Regions from separate parts of the Macaca mulatta genome. Here region 1 is linked to region 2. A link is a contact called in public Hi-C data. All regions are on one chromosome and are shown on one strand. Each heading gives the region's core, a stretch centred on a gene start, on an enhancer-like site or on the middle of the called end of the contact. The rest is flanking DNA. Distances are from core to core; before and after follow the strand shown.

Region 1 (3,116 bases), core at 117-2,616, 74 kb before region 2:
AAAATAAGGACAGGGCCAGGTAAGGGGACTAGGATAAGCCTCTAAGAGCCTGCCAATATGAGACTCTAGTGCAATTTTTACTCAAATAATCCTTGAGCGTTAGGTGCCAAGCACTGAGCTAGACTTTGGACATACAACTGTAAATAAGCCACAGCCCCTGCTCTCCAGGAGTTTATACTTTAATGGGGCATTAAGACATTTAAGCAAGAAATTCCAGTATTGTGTGCCAAGACAAGTGACCACAAAGAAGCACAGAATGAGACGGGGCACTATTCAGGTTGGGATCAGACAGCAAGAAGGTGACATCTACACTGAACAATGATACAGAGCAAACTGGAGTTAGAAACAAAGAAGGAAGAGGGAGTGTGATCTAGACTGCGGGAACAGCTTGTGAAAAGCCCTGGAAATGGCAGAGAATGCCTAGGATTGCAGTGACACTGGTTTAGAGAGTGGTGCCAATTAATGCCACTAAATTGCAGACTAAATTGCTAAATGCTTTCATCACACTGTCCCAGGTCCAGGAAGGGTTCCAAGCATGGGCTCAACCTAGGGCCAAGTTGAAACAGACTGTTCTCCACCTGATAACCCCAAAGCTGCAGCTTGACTAAGCCATCTTAGCCTTCCCCAACACCTTGTTGCTGGTGTTTATAGCTTCTCTTGCCATTTAGTCAGTCAATCAGCAAGCTCTATGCTAGACGCCAGAGGAATAAGAGGGTTCCACCTGGCGTCCCAGAAGAATGGGGACAGTGTCCCCCACATCTCTGAACCCCACCCGGAATCCAGTACAGTGCTTTGCACACAATAGTACCACTGGATCTACTAAACAGACTAAAAGAAAATAAATTCATCTGATGGCATAATTACGAGCTCAAGTCCTCCACATTCCCAGTCCCTACTCCCAAATCCTCTAATGCTGCGTATCAGGGCACTCCTTCTCCATCCTTGGACTCTGCCACTTGGAATTACCAAGGATCTTCGCACAAAGAGAAGTATAGCTTCGTGGATAAAAGCAGAAGTTTCAAAATCAGAATAATCTGGGTGAAATCCCTCTTAGTAGCTTTATGATACTGAGCAAGTCGCTCAACCTGCGGCACCCTCCATTTTCTTCATCTGTAAAACAAAAATAACAGCAGCTCTTCCACTGGTGTTCGTTAAATGAATGTAACTGGGCTGAGTTCAGAATAGTAAATGAGACCGACTATGTAAGGAGATGATCATGTCTCTTGCCATATAAAGTGCACTTAATAAATGGCAGTTGTAGTAGAATGATGTAGATGATGCTGGTGACGATGTTGGTGATAATAGGAAGGTCAGTTGTCAGTTTTGCAAGTCTCTGACTGTAGTCACAGCAACCCCTACCAGCCCAGGCAGCTTCTTCTAGAAGCAGGCCCTGAACAGGACATGTGTAAGAGATCCGCTGTACCTCGAGACTCGGCCCACTCCCGGCCCTCCGCGGACTGTGCCAGCCTGCGTCACTTGTCCGCCTGCCAGCTCCACCCAGGCGGACCCACACATGGTAGGAACGTGAGGGGGCGGGGCCTGTTCTGGCGTCTCTGGGCCAATCGCCGGGCGGGAGGCACTCAGCCAATGGCACAGGAGCTCTAAGGCCCTGGGGGCGGGGACGAAGGGAGGAGCTGCGGCGTCATAGGTCACTGGGCGGTCTGTGGGCGGGGTCCGCGTCGCCTACCGGGGCGGAGCGGGGGTGGCCGGAGCAGTCTGGACAGTCATGGCGGCGACTGTGGCGACGGCGGCAGCTGTGGCCCCGGCGCCAGCGCCCGGCACGGACGGCGCCTCTTCAGTGCACTGGTTCCGCAAAGGGCTGCGGCTCCACGACAACCCGGCGCTGCTGGCGGCCGTGCGCGGGGCGCGCTGCGTGCGCTGCGTTTACATTCTCGACCCGTGGTTCGCGGCCTCCTCCTCAGTCGGGATCAACCGATGGAGGTGAGGGGACCCGGGGCGGGGTGGCGGGGACGCAGCCAGGACCCTGACCCTGGGGTGACCGGCGAACAGCACGATTCTCTCAACCTCTCCACGGCTGGGAGGCCGTGGAGAAGCCGAGACCGGGGAAGTAATTCGTCATGGTCCTAACGCGCCGGTGGGCCAGGGCTCAGCCTCTGACAAAGCGCGTTCGCACTGTTACCCCTCTGAGCCTCACAACTGCCTGTGGAACGGAGATCATGATCCCCGTTGTACAGATGAGACCCTTGGGTCCTGGAGACCCAAAGTCGACCTGTCCAAGGACTTGCAGCCAGTGAGTGGCGGAACAGGGGCTCCTGGTCTAGGGCTCTTATGGTCTACTCAGGGAGGGGCAGAAGGGAGATACTGTGGTGTGAGGGCGGGACGGGTTTTTGCTCGCATTCTTCAAGTAAAGAGCCCATTGCTGGGCTCGGGGAGATCATTCCTAAGCCTCTGGCTTGTTTGAATCCGCCCTACCACCCATCCTGGCTTCCCTGCGCCCAGACCGTCCTGCCTCTAGGGGTGTCAGGTGACCCTGGCTTAGCATTAAATAAAGTCTTCTCCCCTATGTTATAAATAAAGAAGCCAAAGGTGTCTTCAGGTGGAATCGCGTTGTGTTCAAAGCTCCAGAGAATCCAGGGGATTCTCCAAAATGGTTTAAGCCCTGCTCTGGAGCTTTGACCTCGATAAAAAAAAATTTAAAAGGATCCAAAGTGTCACCCCGTCATCCTCTTGTCATGATTTTAGAGGACAGTTGAGCCATTAGAGATGAGACTTCTATGAACTGTTGTGCTAAGGTTAGGGAGCAGGAAAGCCATGATATCAAGGGCCCCTCTGATGACCCCCCAGGAGATGGAGTCGACATGATCATGGAAAAAGATGAACAGGTCGTTAATGTATTTTCTTTGTAAGCAGTATTCAAATTAAAGAGTTTTGAGACATCATGTACCCATCGCTCTTCAGAACACCTAGTGGCAGTCGCTGGGTTTGTTTACATTGTTCTGGGGAATGTTTGCTTGTGGCCTTGTTGCACTGATGGACAGGGTTATTTCCAGGATACCGTGGCTCTCGGCACACCATTCTTTTCTCTCCAAGGTGTGTACCCTGCTAAGAGAGTGAGTGCTCCTAGCAGTAGGTCTGTTCAGTGTCCCCTCTTGCCC
Region 2 (3,150 bases), core at 154-2,653:
TGCAATGGCACGATCTCGGCTCACTGCAACCTCTGCCTCCTGGGTTCAAGCGATTCTCCTGCCTCAGCCTCTCAAGTAGCTGGGACTACAGGCACCTGCCACCATGCCCAGCTAATTTTTGTATTTTTAGTAGAGACGGTGTTTCACCATGTTGGCCAGGCTGGTCTCAAACTCCTGACCTCAGGCGATCCACCCGCCTCTGCCTCCCAAAGTGGCTGGGATTACAGGCGTGAGCCACTGCACCTGGCCTCACCTCTGCTTTTCAAAACCCACTTCATTCTTTCAGGACTGTGACAGCAGTCACTGGACAAACACTCTTGAGGTAGTTACCATCTGCAAATCCTGGAATCTGGGAGATCTAGACTCGAATCTTTGTTCTGGGACCATCAGTAAGTGTTCTCTAACCTCACTGAACTTCTTCCTTAAATGGACAGTGAGGACAATAACAGTTCCACTTAATATGACTGTAGGGAGGATTAACAAGTAAAGGTAAGAAAGGTACTTAGCCCAGCTCCTGGCCAGTAGTGAATACTCAGATAAGGTCCCCAGGCTGTCTCTTGACTTAGGGACATGGAAGGCCCAGGACAGTGAACAACAGACCTTGTTCCGATTCAGTCATAGCACAAGGAGTCTAACGGGCAGTCCAGGACCTCGGGTTGGGGTGTTCACCCGCTCTGGGGAACTCACCTGGGGCCAGGCAGCCGATCCCCCATCCCCCACCCCCAGAGCCCGGCTCACCCAGCTCTGACAGCTCGTGCGAATCGGCGAATCGACCTGGGGAGAGGGTACAGAGGGAGGTGTGAGTGAGCATCTGCCTTACATTTAGTCTTCAGGTCCCGGACGTCCCCTCCCTACGCCCTTTGGGAACCTGGATGGGTCTTCTCAAGCACAGCGATCACTACCCTGACTCCGCAGGGAAGGGGGCCACTGGGGTCATAGGTCAGGGCCCAGAAGGAACGGATCAAAGGTCAAGGTGGCACCTGCCAGCAGGTAACTGAGGCCCCGCACTGCCGTCTCCAGCTGGGCCGTGGCGGCCGGGTGACGAGTCACGTACTCCTGGTAGCGGAGGCCCAGGAGCCGCAGCTTCTCCATCCTGCCCTCGGCACCAACAGATCCACGGAAGGACCGTACGCCAGGCTGCGGCGCCCTGCTTCCTGCGCCCTCCTTCCTGCTTCCGGTCTTAGGCCCACCTCTCGGTTGCTTAACTTCCGCGGGCCAGAAGGCTGGTGACTTGAAGAGCCGGTGAACCACCCTTCACCCCATCTCTTGAACCACTTCCCACTCGGGTAGCGCTTAGCAACTGAGGGCCCAAACCCGGCCCCCTACTCCCTCAAGTCATTGGTTAACACGCTCACCGCCCCTGACCCGCCCAGTGTGATCGGCACCCAGCTCTTCCGTTTACTGGGTTGGCTGCCTTTGCGCCTGCGCAGTTAACACTCCGGGAAAGCTGGGCGGCAGTCAGAGCAGTTCATTCTAGAGAAGGGAGCTGGAGCGCCGAGTCTTTCCAATGGAACGCCGAGAGACTCGAACGGCAGGGCCGGACTTTAAAGGGCTGGGAGATAGCGGGTTCTTGAAAAAAGGAGCCTCGATCAGATTCGGAGAGATGCGGGCGTCTAAATGCAGTCGGACTGTGTCTCAGAAGGCGCGCGTTCGGCCAGTATCCCCATCTCCGTTTCCTCAACAAAGGTAGTGCTGGGGAAACTGAGGCAGTAAGGAGTCCAGCCCCCTAGTGCCGTCTGGATCCCCTAGACAGCACAGTTAGTGCTGGGTTTCGGCCCCAGCTCCCGTATGCACTGTGCCCCCCAAGGGCGCGCGCCTGCATTCCCACATACGCGAAGAAAGCCCTGGCCCGGGCTTCTCTCGGCTAGGGGGCCCTTGGGCGGGAGTGTCCCTTCTCTGGGTCTCGGATTTCCCGATCTGTAAAATGGTTTGAGGGCAGACTTGATCCTTGAACTCAGAATCGATCTCAGCTTTTCGGCCCTCGGACGCACCTCGCAGTCCTCAGCTGCGCCCCAAGGGAGGGGGCGACTCCTGCGGAATACCTTCCCAAACCAAGCAGCCTCCCTGGAACGGGTGGCATCGGGAGAGCTGCGGCGAGTGGTGGAGGGGACGGGCGCTCTGGGGGGGCAGCCGCTGATTGGCTGCGGGAAAAGGGGCGTGGCAAGGGTGAAGCAGTGGGCCAGCGGATTTATGGTACCCTGGGAATAGTAATAGTAATGCTTTTTTTTTGTTTGTTTTGTTTTTTTTTTTGAGACGGAGTCTCGCTCTGTCGCCCAGGCTGGAGTGCAGTGGCCGGATCTCAGCTCACTGCAAGCTCCGCCTCCCGGGTTTACGCCATTCTCCTGCCTCAGCCTCCCGTGTAGCTGGACTACAGGGGCCCGCCACCTCGCCCGGCTAGTTTTTTTTTGTATTTTTAGTAGAGACGGGATTTCACCGTGTTAGCCAGGATGGTCTCGATCTGCTGACCTCGTGATCCGCCCGTCTCGGCCTCCCAAAGTGCTGGGATTATAGGCTTGAGCCACCGCGCCCGGCAGTAATGCATTATTTTATCTAATCCTCTCCACCAGATATCACCAGATGAAGAAAGCATCCGTTTAAGAACGCCCAGCCAAAATCTGAGTGCTGGTCTTTTCTGACCTCAGAGACTAGGCGGTTTCTTTTTATTCTTTTTTTTTTTTTTAACTTTAATTTTCTTTTTAGAGACCAGGTCTAAGCATTACACCTCACCAGGAAACCACAGCCTTCCTTCCACTGCCTCACCCCACCCTACTCCATAGCTTAGTTTTCTTCTCTATCGGGGGGGGATTAGAGCTGCCCTCTACTCACATCAAAGAACGACGACGCAGGGAAAGGTGACCAGGGAGGAGGTGGTCATGGGCATTGTCGACATCATTTCTGGCCACCCTCTGGGTGCCAGGCTTGCTTACCCTCCTCCCAGCAACCCCAAGTTGCCATGAACTGTTCACAGATGGGAAATTAGAGGTCAATAAGGAGGGGAAAGAATTTGTCCCACATGGCACAGCAAGGCACTGGCCAAACGGGCCACAACGCAGGTCTCCAGTGGCAGTGACCTCTCTCCTACTGCCCACAGCCCACAAGAACTGTGACATGTTGAGGCTCCTTGGTCATGAGGCCAGTTAGCAACTGGGA

Evidence for each region. A called contact is a pair of places that touch in the nucleus more often than the background predicts.
Region 1: a contact with region 2 is called in a Hi-C map of fetal cortex germinal zone, with 3 times the contacts expected there. The contact joins the promoter of CRY2 here to the promoter of PEX16 in region 2. A contact is called at or near these places in 3 of 14 Hi-C or Micro-C datasets (CD4 T cells, cortical neurons and fetal cortex germinal zone).

The regions. Positions count from the first base shown.
Region 1 is chr14:19,771,974-19,775,089 of T2T-MMU8v2.0, reverse strand. It overlaps CRY2 (cryptochrome circadian regulator 2), which reads left to right and starts at 1,366. Exons shown (of 12, transcript XM_077963023.1): 1 at 1,366-1,516.
Region 2 is chr14:19,698,254-19,701,403 of T2T-MMU8v2.0, reverse strand. PEX16 (peroxisomal biogenesis factor 16) reads right to left here and starts at 1,403. Exons shown (of 11, transcript XR_013403907.1): 1 at 981-1,403; 2 at 739-774. It overlaps LARGE2 (LARGE xylosyl- and glucuronyltransferase 2), which reads left to right and starts at 1,437. Exons shown (of 16, transcript XM_077963015.1): 1 at 1,437-1,686.